Regions from separate parts of the Mus musculus genome. Here regions 2 and 3 are each linked to region 1. Evidence: chromatin contacts called from public HiChIP or PLAC-seq data. All regions are on one chromosome and are shown on one strand. Each heading gives the region's core, a stretch centred on a gene start, on an enhancer-like site or on the middle of the called end of the contact. The rest is flanking DNA. Distances are from core to core; before and after follow the strand shown.

The links. HiChIP or PLAC-seq counts read pairs in DNA pulled down with a chosen protein or histone mark.
Region 2: a contact with region 1 is called in an H3K27ac HiChIP or PLAC-seq map of embryonic stem cells, with 5 read pairs. The contact joins the promoter of Dera here to the enhancer-like site in region 1. A contact is called at or near these places in 1 of 39 promoter capture datasets (liver), 1 of 15 datasets of contacts at CTCF or cohesin (the NIH/3T3 cell line), 1 of 115 datasets of contacts at active chromatin or transcription factors (embryonic stem cells) and 3 of 9 other capture datasets (adipose tissue, liver and pancreatic islet).
Region 3: an H3K27ac HiChIP or PLAC-seq map of embryonic stem cells shows a contact between it and region 1, with 18 read pairs. The contact joins two enhancer-like sites. A contact is called at or near these places in 5 of 39 promoter capture datasets (the 3T3-L1 cell line, the C10 cell line, liver and 2 more), 2 of 15 datasets of contacts at CTCF or cohesin (the NIH/3T3 cell line and large pre-B cells), 3 of 484 Hi-C or Micro-C datasets (the F1.1 cell line, bone marrow-derived macrophages and ventricular fibroblasts), 7 of 115 datasets of contacts at active chromatin or transcription factors (embryonic stem cells, pancreatic cancer cells and stem cell-derived neural progenitor cells) and 4 of 9 other capture datasets (adipose tissue, liver, macrophages and 1 more).

Annotation. Positions count from the first base shown.
Region 1 is chr6:137,501,276-137,505,322 of GRCm38.p6, forward strand. All of the region lies in intron 16 of Eps8 (epidermal growth factor receptor pathway substrate 8), which reads right to left. Among named protein-coding and RNA genes, the nearest start is that of Eps8, 150 kb to the right of the region's middle. Within about 2 kb of position 1,921, at least 27 of the 459 cell types and tissues checked have an H3K27ac peak or open chromatin away from gene starts, as enhancers often do. A contact at or near this core is called in embryonic stem cells, where this site is marked.
Region 2 is chr6:137,752,268-137,756,314 of GRCm38.p6, forward strand. It overlaps Dera (deoxyribose-phosphate aldolase (putative)), which reads left to right and starts at 2,310. Exons shown (of 9, transcript NM_172733.1): 1 at 2,310-2,371. The coding sequence starts at 2,341.
Region 3 is chr6:137,667,406-137,671,452 of GRCm38.p6, forward strand. No RefSeq gene overlaps it. Among named protein-coding and RNA genes, the nearest start is that of Eps8, 20 kb to the left of the region's middle. Within about 2 kb of position 2,301, at least 4 of the 459 cell types and tissues checked have an H3K27ac peak or open chromatin away from gene starts, as enhancers often do. A contact at or near this core is called in embryonic stem cells, where this site is marked.

The DNA.
Region 1 (4,047 bases), core at 671-3,170:
AGAAAGAACACATGGGCGCGGGTGACGGTGGTCAGTACCCCTACCACAAAAGGAGCAGATTCTAGGTGGGAAGTCAAAGGAGACTCGAGACAACGCCCAAAGCACAACTTCGCTTACATGCCGACTTTACTCATTCAAGCAACCTTTCCTTTCCGCGCCCCCCTAAGATTTATTTATTTATTATATATAAGTGCACTGTAGCTGTCTTCAGACACCCCAGAAGAGGGCATCAGATCTCATTACAGATGGTTGTGAGCCACCATGTGGTTGCTGGGACTTGAACTCAGGACCTTTGGAAGAGCAGTCAGTGCTCTTAACTACTGAGCCATCTCTCCAGCCCATTAGCAACCTTTCATAACCAACTTAACACATTAAAATTATGTCTAGGGACCATTAAAAAAACAAACCTTGCCCAGTTACCAAAAGAGCAAAGGAAGGGGTCCATCAAGCGTATAGCCAGCAACCTTCTCACGCAAAGGTGAAAGACACAATTTCTAACTCACTACAAGCTTTTAAAATTATAATCACTGATGCACGGGCTCTATTTTTTAAAAAGATATTTTCTTTAAAAAACCAAATGCCACTTCTAATAATCAGCATTAGCAGATTTAACAATGCATTTGATATTACTTTTTTACACTGTACAATGAAATGTCAAGCATTAAAGAGTATTCATCTTTCCCTCATCTCCGGCACAACGGTTCAACAGTAACATCAGTAAAATGATCACGCAGAGTCTGAATGATCCTGTTTCTGACCTCCTCCAATCCATTTCTACATCTCCTCACAAATCTCTATGAAAAAAAATCAATAGAGTGAGACTAAAGATGGTCATCCAGCCAGGTCCTCTGGCATGGCGAGTCATACCTGTGCCAGCTATAGAAACAGGCTAACCCTGTTACAGGTCTGCAATATATCCTGGGTTCTCATTCCATCAGACACAGGGACTACAACAATGGAAGACTTTTAAGTTGTGCCGACTACCAGCTATTTTCAGTATATTAAAATAAAAATAAAATTATGGTCACTAATTATTATACATTATACATGTTTGGTTTGGTTCTTAAGATAAGGTCTCAAACTCTAATACAGGGTGGTGTAGAATTCACTAAATAGCCCGGAATTGTCTCAAACTCATTGGGACCCTCTTGTCTCAGACTCCTGAATGCTGAGATTACAGGTATGAACCACAACACCTAGCTTATGCTATTAATATGTTATGGAATAATCATAGTTTAAAGCCAGTTAAATTATCAGATTCTACATTCCTTCCTCTACTGTGATAGCTCTGCTGCTAGCTAGCTTATATATTTACATTATATTGAGAATCTATTTGGGGGGGTTAAAGAGATCCGCCTACCCCAAAAGTTAAGAAAATAGTAATTTCCACTCTTTACCCTTTCTTTTCCCTGCTTCTCTCTTCAATAATCTGCAGAAGAACCACCGCAGATAAGGGGAGAGTAGATTGTATTCTAAGAAAGAACAGAAAACGTCCCGCAACCATCTGGGTCTACCTGAATCAGTATATTAACAAGCTCTAGCCAACCACGGCAGTGCATACAGGGAGACAGCAGCTACAGAGGGGTCGAAAGAGACCACATAAAGAATTCACAGATAGTCAGTAACTGGCCTATCCAGATGCCACTACTCAGTTGGGATCAATATAAACTGGGATGGATGGCTGTGGCTAGGACCATTGATGTTCTATGTTGCGAAGAAAATATGTAATTATTACAAAAGCCATCAGAAAATGCTGATCCGATGTGATACGCACAAGGACCCTGAATTACTGTTACAGTTATGATTAAACACGATTTTTTTCCTACATGCAAGAAATGCAGTAGGTGCTGAGTGAGTACCTCTTATTTGGCCAAATCACCCATCAGGCCACAAGGCGGGCTTGTTTGCCTTTGAAAGGCTGTGCCTGACTAAGCTGGTGTGGCTGGTTAGGCAGGGAAACCTGAAGTTCCTGCTGCCTCTACATTGGCTCACTGGTTTCATTACATTTTTAATTTTGCTTTTGAGGTCGGATCTCCTTCTGTAGCCATGGCTGGTCTGAACTCATCATGTATCCTAGACCAGCCTTGAACTCGGGGCCATACTCAAAGGCAAATTTGGAATTCAATCATAACGCTAATCTTTAAAGTTCTTACAATTCTTGTCTCTGTTGTAGATTTCTAAATTTACATTGCGTTTCATTAAGTTCCAATAAGAGTGCTACTTTAACTTTCTGAGTCAATCTTTAAAGATATGGTCAAGTGAATAAATCAAAGACACAGCCTCCTGCCCCCACCCCGCCCTGAGCCCATAAAGCTCACAAGGAACAGGGCGAGCTTTTAAAAGATGCTGAGTCACACTCCCATAGTCCACAGCAGGGGCTAAACCATGGGTAACACTCTACCTCACAGACTCTGGGGACTGCAGTGTCAGACACAGTCACTCAGCCATTCAAAGCACCAAGCCTGTGCTAATTAAAGACCGACGGAGCCCAGTGCATGGGTACACGGAAGGCTAAATACACATGTGTGTGTAGGCCTACGGGTATGGATATCTGGTGTTTTCATCTATCATCGCCCACTGTACATTTGGAGGGACAGCTTCTCCCTGAACCCAGAGCGCATCAGTCCTCGCTTGCCCTGGGGCTTCCCTCTCTCTGTCTCCCAGATGCTAGAGCTATAAGCGGCCTCCATGTCTACCCAGCTTTTATATGGGTTCTAAACATCGCAACTCCCTTCCCCACGCTTGCAGGGCAAGTGCTTTATCCACCGAGCCACCTCCACATTCACTAATTTAAAAAAAAATAATTAAGAATTGTTTATAAGTTGGCAATTTCAAAATACATACTTCCCTGCTGACTTTTCTTTGAACTCAGTTTAATATGGGACACTCTATAACATCCAGGGACCACCCTCTGCTCTCCTTAACAAAGCTCCACCCAATGTTTTTCAGACAGGGCATCATACATCCCAGGCTGGCCTTGAACTTCTGACCCTCTGGACCCACCTCCAAGTGCTTGGGTTACAGGCACGTGCCCCTGGTGGTTTTCTGTGGTACTGAGGATTAAAACCAGAACCCTATGCATGCTGGGTGAGCAAAGAATAAACAGACTGAGCTCCATCCCAGCTGTACCCCAGATTCTAAAGGAAAATCACACATTGAAGCTCCTTATGGAGGAAGAAATGCACCCTGGGACACCTTCCATCTTAAGTGAATGTGTGTCCCTCTACCTCCCCTGTACTACCTCTATTTAAAAAGTTAATTATATGTAGGGCAAACACACATGTTCACACACACACATGTGGACAGAGAGAGACCAACAGAGGGACTGAGATAGAAACAGAGCCCCACACCATAGACCAGGCTAGACAATAACACCCTACCTGTCCTTGAACTCACCGCCCTCCCACCTCAGCCAACCCAAGCCCCAGGAGAACAGGCAAAAGCTGCCACACCTGGCTTAGTCTCATGACTCTAACTAACATTCTATCTACAAGACAGGTTATGTTTAGCTTTTATATTTTGTTTTTTAGTCTTTGCTAGATGCAGAATAGGTAGAAATTGTTTCTTTTCCATGTTACTGGGCTGGGACACCCTTTGAGGAAACTGTCCTGGGAATGAGCATGGGTGAGTGACAGCCACAGCATGGGCACAGAGCTTAGTCCCTACCTTCCAGATTGAGGTAGGGTCTCTGGTCCCTCACTGCATAACTAGTCCCTCACTGCATACCAGGCTGGCTGGCTGCTCACTGAATCATGTCCTCAGCCAGGGGAGCTCTTCAGAGATTCTCTGGTGGGGACTAACAGAACAGCCTGCAAAGTTCAAGGACAGCTCCTTCCTTCTACTGTACAGACCACAGTCAGAAGTATCTTTTTAAAACAGCAGAAGCCAGCCAGGGGCATTGGCACTGAGAATTAGAGACGAGATGTCCCAACTCTCCTGCCTATCAAAACCAGGTCTGTAAGGAATGATGGCCATCTTATCCAATCACTAACAGACAAAACCTTGAGAGAACAAAGCAATTCCCACCCTCTTCCCCACCTCCCGTCA
Region 2 (4,047 bases), core at 1,060-3,559, 250 kb after region 1:
CTGTGTGCTTTTCCTGGAAGCTCCCTTCTGTTAATCCTTCCTTGTGCTGCCCATGGTTCTTGGATGTTGCTGTCTCCCACCTCCCGCCTTTGCCTGGTTCTCAGCCTTGCAATCTACACTGTAGGAAAGGCTTTAGAATATGAACCAGGAGGTTGGGACACTTGTGGGTGCTGGTAGATAATTCTTTGACAGTGTGCCAATTTTCTCATAGCCTGCTGAAACTTTCAGTGGGGCTGAAACTTCCAAGTAAAGTGGGGACTGGCGAGTCAGCCTAGTCAGTGAAGGGTGTGCTGTGCATGTTCCAGCATCCGAGTTTGCTTTCCCAGCAGCCACGTGTAAAGTCAGACATGGTAGTGCATATGTGTGCACTTAATGAACATGGCCAGGCCACACGAGATAGCTACATATTAGGTAGGATTGCTTGGTCATTGTGACTAGGTTAATTCTATAGGTTTCTCCATTGAGACATGAATATTTTGGCTATGCGTGATGTTGGCGTTCTTGGTGATCTAGATGGTTTCAGATAAGCTCCAGGTTTTTAGTGCTTGCTCCAAGTTTTGCAAGGTTAAGTGAAAATAACAGTGGCATTATGAATATGGCCTAGACATACATCCAAAATATTTAGAAGTAGCTGTGTGTGGACCAGACTAGATGGCAGCTCAGTAGGGAAATAAGCAGGTTTCTATCTAGCAGAGTAATTGTGTATCTGACACCACATTAATAACTTACATTTATCATGGCCTCAGGTATTTACAAACTACAACTTTGCATACAAACCTATTTTGATCACCCAGTTTTGCAGTAAGTAGACTTATGTCCTAGAACCTTCTAGTCACTAAGAATTGAATTACAAATAGTTTGAGCTCATTAGAGACCTGTTTACCAGATTGCTGCTTAATTCTCAAAATTTGAGTCTCTGGGTATATGTACATCTCTGGCAGGACTTTCCTGAGATGAAAGAACTAGAGCAATTGATTCACTAGAGAAACTTGTAGTTCAGACAAACTTGTAGCTCAGCAGAGATGGTCCATGTGAGTACAGATACAGTGGCTCACCCCCTAGACTGTGAACCTGGAGTAATTCAGAGAAACCAGGCTGAGAAAAATCATCACTGAATCTCAACTTTAGAAAGCAAAGAAATTGTCGCGATCCTTTCTTACAGATAAGGAAAATGAAGTTCACAAAGGCCAGTAGTGTGTCCTAGGTTACATGCTCAATTATTCACAGAACTAAGGCCAGTAGTGTGTCCTAGGTTACATACTCAATTATTCACAGAACTAAGTTAAAAAAATTCTTTTCAGGCCTGAAGAGGGAACTGAGCAGTTGAGAGTGCTTGCGCTTCTTAACACTTAAGTATGGTTCCCAGCTCCTGACTAACTCTTGGTCCAGAGTGGCCTGGCCTGGCCTTTGCACATACCTGAACACATGTGCTATGCACACATATGTGTGTAGACACAAAAATGAAAATACTATATTTTCTAAATGAAAGAAGCTGGACCTTTTATTGAATGTAGCATCTGCCTGTAATCCCAGCAATGGGGATCTGGGGTCTGGGGCAGGAGATTCAACACAGCAACCTCTTGTCCAACCGTGATTACAAAGCAAACTGTCTTAAAAACAAAACGAAAGGGCTGGAGAGATGCTCAGCGGTAAGAGCACTGACTGCTCTTCCAGAAATCCTACGTTCAATTCTCAGCAACCACATGGTGGCTCACAACCATCTGTAATGGCGATCTAATGCCCTCTTTTGGTGTGTCTGAAGACAGCTACAGTGTACTCATATACATAAAATAAATCTTAAAAAAAAAAAAAACAAAAATAAGAAACCGAGTCTTCCTAAGCTTATGTCCTAGCTGCTCTTTCACTGAGTCCAGACTAGAAATTACAGCGCGTTCTAGCTCCTAGACTACCTTGGCTGTCCCCTGAGGGCTCTGGAACACTACCCACAATTCGGGTCCAAGACTACATTGCTCCGCTCATGCAAGAAAGAATCCAGTCCTGCCACTCACATGATCCTACAGCTAAAGTTCCTAAGTCTGATTCTGTCTAGTTCAATTGGCCATGTAAGCATTTAAAAATGGTCTGGGAGACTTCTGGAGCTGGGGAATGCTCAAGTCACAGGCCTGACCTGGAAAGACAGGGAACAGGTAGGGTGATGACCTGGCTGGGCTCCAAGCCCAGGAGCTGGAGAAAAGTTTAAGTGGTACAGGACCGAAGAGGCGTGGCTTTGGTAGGGCGTTGCAAAAGGGGCGTGGCTCTGGGCGGGGACTTGACAGGAAGGAGGAAGGCCAGGCCCGTGTGGCGACCTGGAGCAAGGGTTGGCTTTCAGCGGTGGCCACAATGGCTGCTCACTGCCGGGGCACAGAGCTCGGTAAGGGCCAGCGGGTTGCGCTCCCCTTCGCCAGGTTGGGGGTGGGGGTGCCCAGGGCGATCCCCGGAGGGCGGAGACCTGAACTGAGGCAGAACTCGGGGACAGCCCTGTCGCCAGGCTCTATGCAGTCTTAACCCTTTAAGCGGAAGCAAGGAAGGGTTAATTAGATCTTTGCACTATGTAGCTCTGTGGTCGCAGTAAACCAACCCGAGTGAAAAGCCTGCCGGGTACTTGTGTGCCATTCATTTACTGCCGGACTCACGTAGCCATTCCCAAAGTTGGCTGTGCTGGTGGTCATCGCCGTCTGCTAAAAATGATTTTAAATGCTTAGACAAAATGTTCTTTTTAAAACTATTTTTCACCTTATTGATACTAGTTCAGATATTTCTGGGAAAAAAAATTAAAAGTCTGTAATTCAAACGTAGCAAAAACGTGACTGAGCCAAATGTCAATGACTTAACTTTGCATAATAGATTGTTTGCTTTGTATCCTGGACCCTCTTAGGTGTGTGATTTTGGGTAAATTACTCACTCTGTGCTTATATACCGGCATCTGTAAAGTAGTTATTTATTAGGAAGCTACTTCTGTCTGAAGGTGGTTTGGATAGTGTGAGGAGGGGATACTTGGAGCCGCTGGTATATTTCTCTGCACTTAGTGTTGAATAAGCAACGATAATGAGCGCACTAAGTTCTTTTCATAGGGACTGATTTTGAGTGGCTGTGAGTGATACACAGGGTTACTCTTTTCAGAAGGGACTTGCCAGTCTAGACTTTAGAAGTGTTTAGAATTGCATGCTTGACAGGTAGTCTCTGTACCAGGTTAATGGCACTTTAGTCCCTCTCTCCAACAGAGCCTTACACTTTATCCCTGCAGTGTAAACTTTAGCAGTGACCCTGGAAGATGGACTAAGGGCTGAAGATGAAGCTAGTCTGCATCTTTGTACAAGGTCGAGGATGTAACATAATTCCCCCCCCCCCCCAACAGCTCTTTTAAAGTTTCAAATTTTCCTTTCAGGAGATGCAATTAAGCCAATTTTACTCCCCCCCCCCCCCCCCGCCCCCAGCCCCTAGGTTTCTCTGTGTAGCTCTACACTGTCCTGGAACTCACTCTATAGACCAGGCTGGCCTGGAACTCAGAAATCCACCTGCCTCTGCCTCCCAAGTGCTGGGATTAAAGGCGTACGCCACCACTGTCCGGCCATTTTTACTTTCTTAAAGTGTAAGTCCTGGGCTGGGTGCTATTGCACACACCTGTAACCCCAGCATCAGTTGTGTGTCAGGTTAGCCTGGACTATATAGAAAGAGCTTTCTTAAAAAGCCATCAAAACACTACCTTTCCCGTGTTGCAAAGTAACAGTGTAGACATTAACAGCTGCTATTTAGAGTAATAGTTAATGTGCACTCACACCTCCATGTATAGATTATATTTTCCTTACTGTTCTTGTTATAATCACATAGATTGCAAGAGTTTTTGTGTGCTGTGGTATTAATCCTTAGGCGTGACACAGCTGTAATCTAATCTGCTAAAGTAAATCACGTGAATTATATATGTACTATGAAAAAAATTGTTCTGTATTAATTTCAACATTGCTTTAATTGATGAGTTTTGTGGTTTTTTGCTGATTAAAGACATCTTAATGTTTTTAATGAGTACTACTTTTTAAAAAGAAATTAGCG
Region 3 (4,047 bases), core at 1,051-3,550, 170 kb after region 1:
CAACAACAGATACTTCCGTTCTAGGGATCTAACCCTCTTCTGTCCCCTACAGGCTTCCTGCATGCACGTAAATCAACCCATCATCAATCAATAGTGTTTAAAATACATGTTGTAGTGGTACAACCTGATGCATGATGGGTAGAAGCAGGAGGGTCTTAGGAGTTGGCTGTCCAAACAGTCCAGCCAATAAGTGAGGTCCAGGTTCAGTGAAAGACTGTTTCAAACATTAAAGAGGACAGCAATTGATAAACACTGGACTATGAGCTTCAGGTTCCTATACACACACACACACACACACACACACACACACACACACACACACGAGTTTTTACTTACTGAGATAATAACCAAACATCACTCTTTCAGGAGCTGTGTAGGTGGCTTACAGCATAATTAAAGCACTTTCAGACCCTTTACATCAGAAGTCCTCATTACAGCTTGCTTAATCAAGTGAGTCATGTAGTTATTTCACTCAAACAGAAGGCTGGAGAGGACCACTTGAGAAAGAAAGGTAACGGAGGCCCTGGGGAGTAGCTCAGCTACTACTTGCTTGCCTGGAAAGCAGGAAGCTCTAGGTTAGATCCTTATAGCCCATAAACTGGGCACAGTGGCACACGTGGGAAGGGGAGGCAGAAGGACCAGAAATTCATGATCATCCTTGGTGACGTCCTTTGAGGCCAGGCTGTGGGACATGAGTCTACCTCAAAAAAGGAGACTTCCTTCCCACCACTGTCCTCTGCCAGATTGATGGTTGCAAGGTGGCTAAAGCACTTGCTCTACAGCCTATAGATACTGTGAAGAAGTAAGGAAGGAGCTACTTTGCCTGGCAGCCTCTCTCTTTTGCTGAGGAGGATGCCTTTTCTCAATGTCCCATCTTGCTCCGTAGGAAGTGGACAAAGCCCTAAGTGAGATTGTATTGCTGACATAGGCACAGCTATAACAAGGGTCAATGCCCCAGGGCCATGGGACATCAGCAAAGCCTTTCTCCACGTGGGTCAGGGTGGAAATTGGCAAAGCCTTCCTCCTCTGGCCTAAGTATGAGTGTTTAAAGATGATGGATCCGTGTGTACAAACTGAGCAACTGCAGCTTCCTCCTCCCAGACAGAAAATAGGCTGGAAACAGAGACCTCCTACTGTGACTGGCTAAAGCCTCTTTTTGTGCTGAACATATAAACTACTGAAGTTCCAGTCAGCAGCAGGTGTAGCTCCATCTAATGGCACATAACCCGCCTGATTCTGTATTGCTAGAGTGTGTCTCTATCACTGTCTTTTCTTCATTTCCTGCCTGCCTCTACTCAGAGTCCCCAAGACCAAACTGTGCTGAGAAAGGCCACATTTGGTTCCCACACACCCAAATTGGAACCCCCAGTAAGGATGGAGGCTCAAGCTGCTCCCAGCATGGTCCCCACTGCAGAAACCACTCTTGACTCTCCCAGGGCCTTGATGTATTCCAGCAACATATTTCAAGTGACTGTGGATATTCAAAAGTACTGCTTCTTACACAATTATTATAAAAATTTTTCTATTATTCAATCATGGTTAAAGTCACATTCACTAAGTATATAGATTTTATTTCAGATCCCAATAAACAATAATACACACACACACACACAAGCAAAGGGACTGGAGAGATAGCTGTTCTTGCAAAGGACTCAAGTTTGGTTCCCAACACCAACAACAGGCAGCTCAGAGCCTCTGGCTCCAGCTCTAGGAGATCTGAAGCCCCTGGCCTCTGTAGGCACCTGCACTCATCTATACACACAGAGACACACATTCATGGGCATAGTCAACTATAATAAGAAAATTAATAAAAAGAGTAAGCAAGTGTGCCTTAGTCAATGTTCCATTTCTGTGAAGAGACACCATGACCAAGGCAACTCTTAGAAAAGAAAGCATTTAATTGGGGTGGCTTGCAGTGTCAGAGGTGCAGTACGTTTTCATCATGGCAGGAAGCATGGCAGCACTCAGGCACCCACGATGCTGGGAAAGGGGCTGAGAGTTCTACTTCTGGATCTACAGGCAGCAGGAAGAGAGAGACTCTGGGCTTGGAGTGCCTTTTGGAAACCTCAAAGCCCACTCTCAGTGACACATTTCCTCTCAAAAGGCCACACCTTCTATTTCTTTACAATGGTGCCACTCCCTGGTGACCAACTATTCAAATCTGAGTCTATGGGAGCCTTTCTCATTCAATCTACCACAGCAGGGCATTTTTAAGTTTCTTTGTTATTGAGTCTACTCTATTGTCTTAACATTTTGCTAAATCCATAGGTTTGGGTTTTTTTGTTTGTTTGCTTTTTAGTTCCCACTCCTATCCCCGCCCAGAGACTGTGTATCCCTGGATGTCCTGGAACTTAATATGTAGAACAGGTCTTCTTGGGCTTTTACTGCTTTGAACAGACACAACCAAAGCAACTCTTACAAGGACATTTATTGGGGCTGGCTTACAGGTTCAGAAGTGCAGTGCAGTATCAGCAAGGCAGGAGCATGGCAGTGTCCAGGCAGGCATGGTGCAGGAGGAGCTGAGAGTTCTACATCTTCATCTGAAGGCTACTAACAAAATACTGACTTCTAGGCAGCTAAGATGAGGGTCTTAAAGCCCACACCCACCGTAACACACCTATTCCAACAAAGCCCTACCTCCAATTAGTGCCACTCCCTAGCCTAAGCATATGCAAACCATAACGCACTAGCCTGCCTATTCAGAGATCAGCCTGCTTCTGCCTCCCCAGTGCTGGTAATTAAGGCTTGCATTACTACCCCTGGCAAATCAGTGGTTTCTAAGTACAAACCACAGAATGAAAACCAGCCCACGAGTCTCTGAGCTTCACAGTAATGTTCTCCACTGGTAGAATTCAATTACTACAGCCAGCATGCCTGAAAACAGCGCACAGTTGATGTACCATTCCATTTGAGTTCACTGAAATAATTGCTTATATTTCTATTAGGCACGCATGCAAGATCCAAACGTTAAAGAGGCAACTCTATTATTATGCATGTGAGTGCTGTTTGAAACATTAAAACAAACGCAAAAACATTTTTTTTGAGACTATGTGACTAGCAAAGTTTTAGTGCAAATGCACTATTTGAAGTGGCTTTTTGTTATACTGAGGCATATTCACAACTGTATTTAAGCCAGCTCCGGAGTCACCCCAAACTTAGCAACTTAAAACAGCAGTGCTCATTTATTTAGTTCATGTATCTGCAATTTGATCAAGTTTGGGAGAGGCAGTGACTCTCAGCCACCCCAGTATCTGTTGAGGAAGCTTGACTGGGGAAGATTCCACTTCCAAGATAGTTGGCTGTTGTAGGAGTTGGTACAGTTCACAGCCAGTTCAAGCTACTTTTTAAAAAAATAAAACTCAGATGGAATGGCCTTAACCTTTCTTGCTCATAGTTGTGAATGCTAGACGTCCAGGGTACCAGAATGATGGCGACTGGCGAAGGCTCACTTCCTGGTTTACAGATGACTCCTCTTATATCTGCGACAGGGAGAGAAGGATTGAGAAAGAAAGTCAGGAGGACAACTCTTTTCTTATAAGGGCACAATCATGACATGCGGGCTCTCTGTTCATATGGATTTGGGTGGAAACACTTCGCAGGTATTATTAACAGGGGGCGCTCTTCTGTAAATTCTGTCAGGACTATTGTCTGAGAACATAGGCCCTTGCCCCATGAGTATATGTCTCGATTTGGGCCGTAAAGCATGGAGGAAACAAATTCCTCAAACCCAGTGGGAAAGGTTCTAATACTTTTGTTTATTCATAAACGGCAAAAAGCAGATAAATGGGTTTTTTGGGGGGGGTTGGTTTTTTGAGACAGGGTTTCTTTGTATAGCCCTTGCTGTCCTGGAACTCACTTTGTAGACCAGGCTGGCCTCGAACTCAGAAATCTGCCTGCCTCTGCCTCAGATAAATGGTAAAATGGGCCCACATTCGTTCGTTCACACAAACACTCTCTCACTAACCTTTCTAGTCTGGCAGGTGTACCCTGAGTTCCAAGCAGCAGGCAGGAAAGATGCGATTCAAAGTGGCGTGCAGCCTTTGCTAG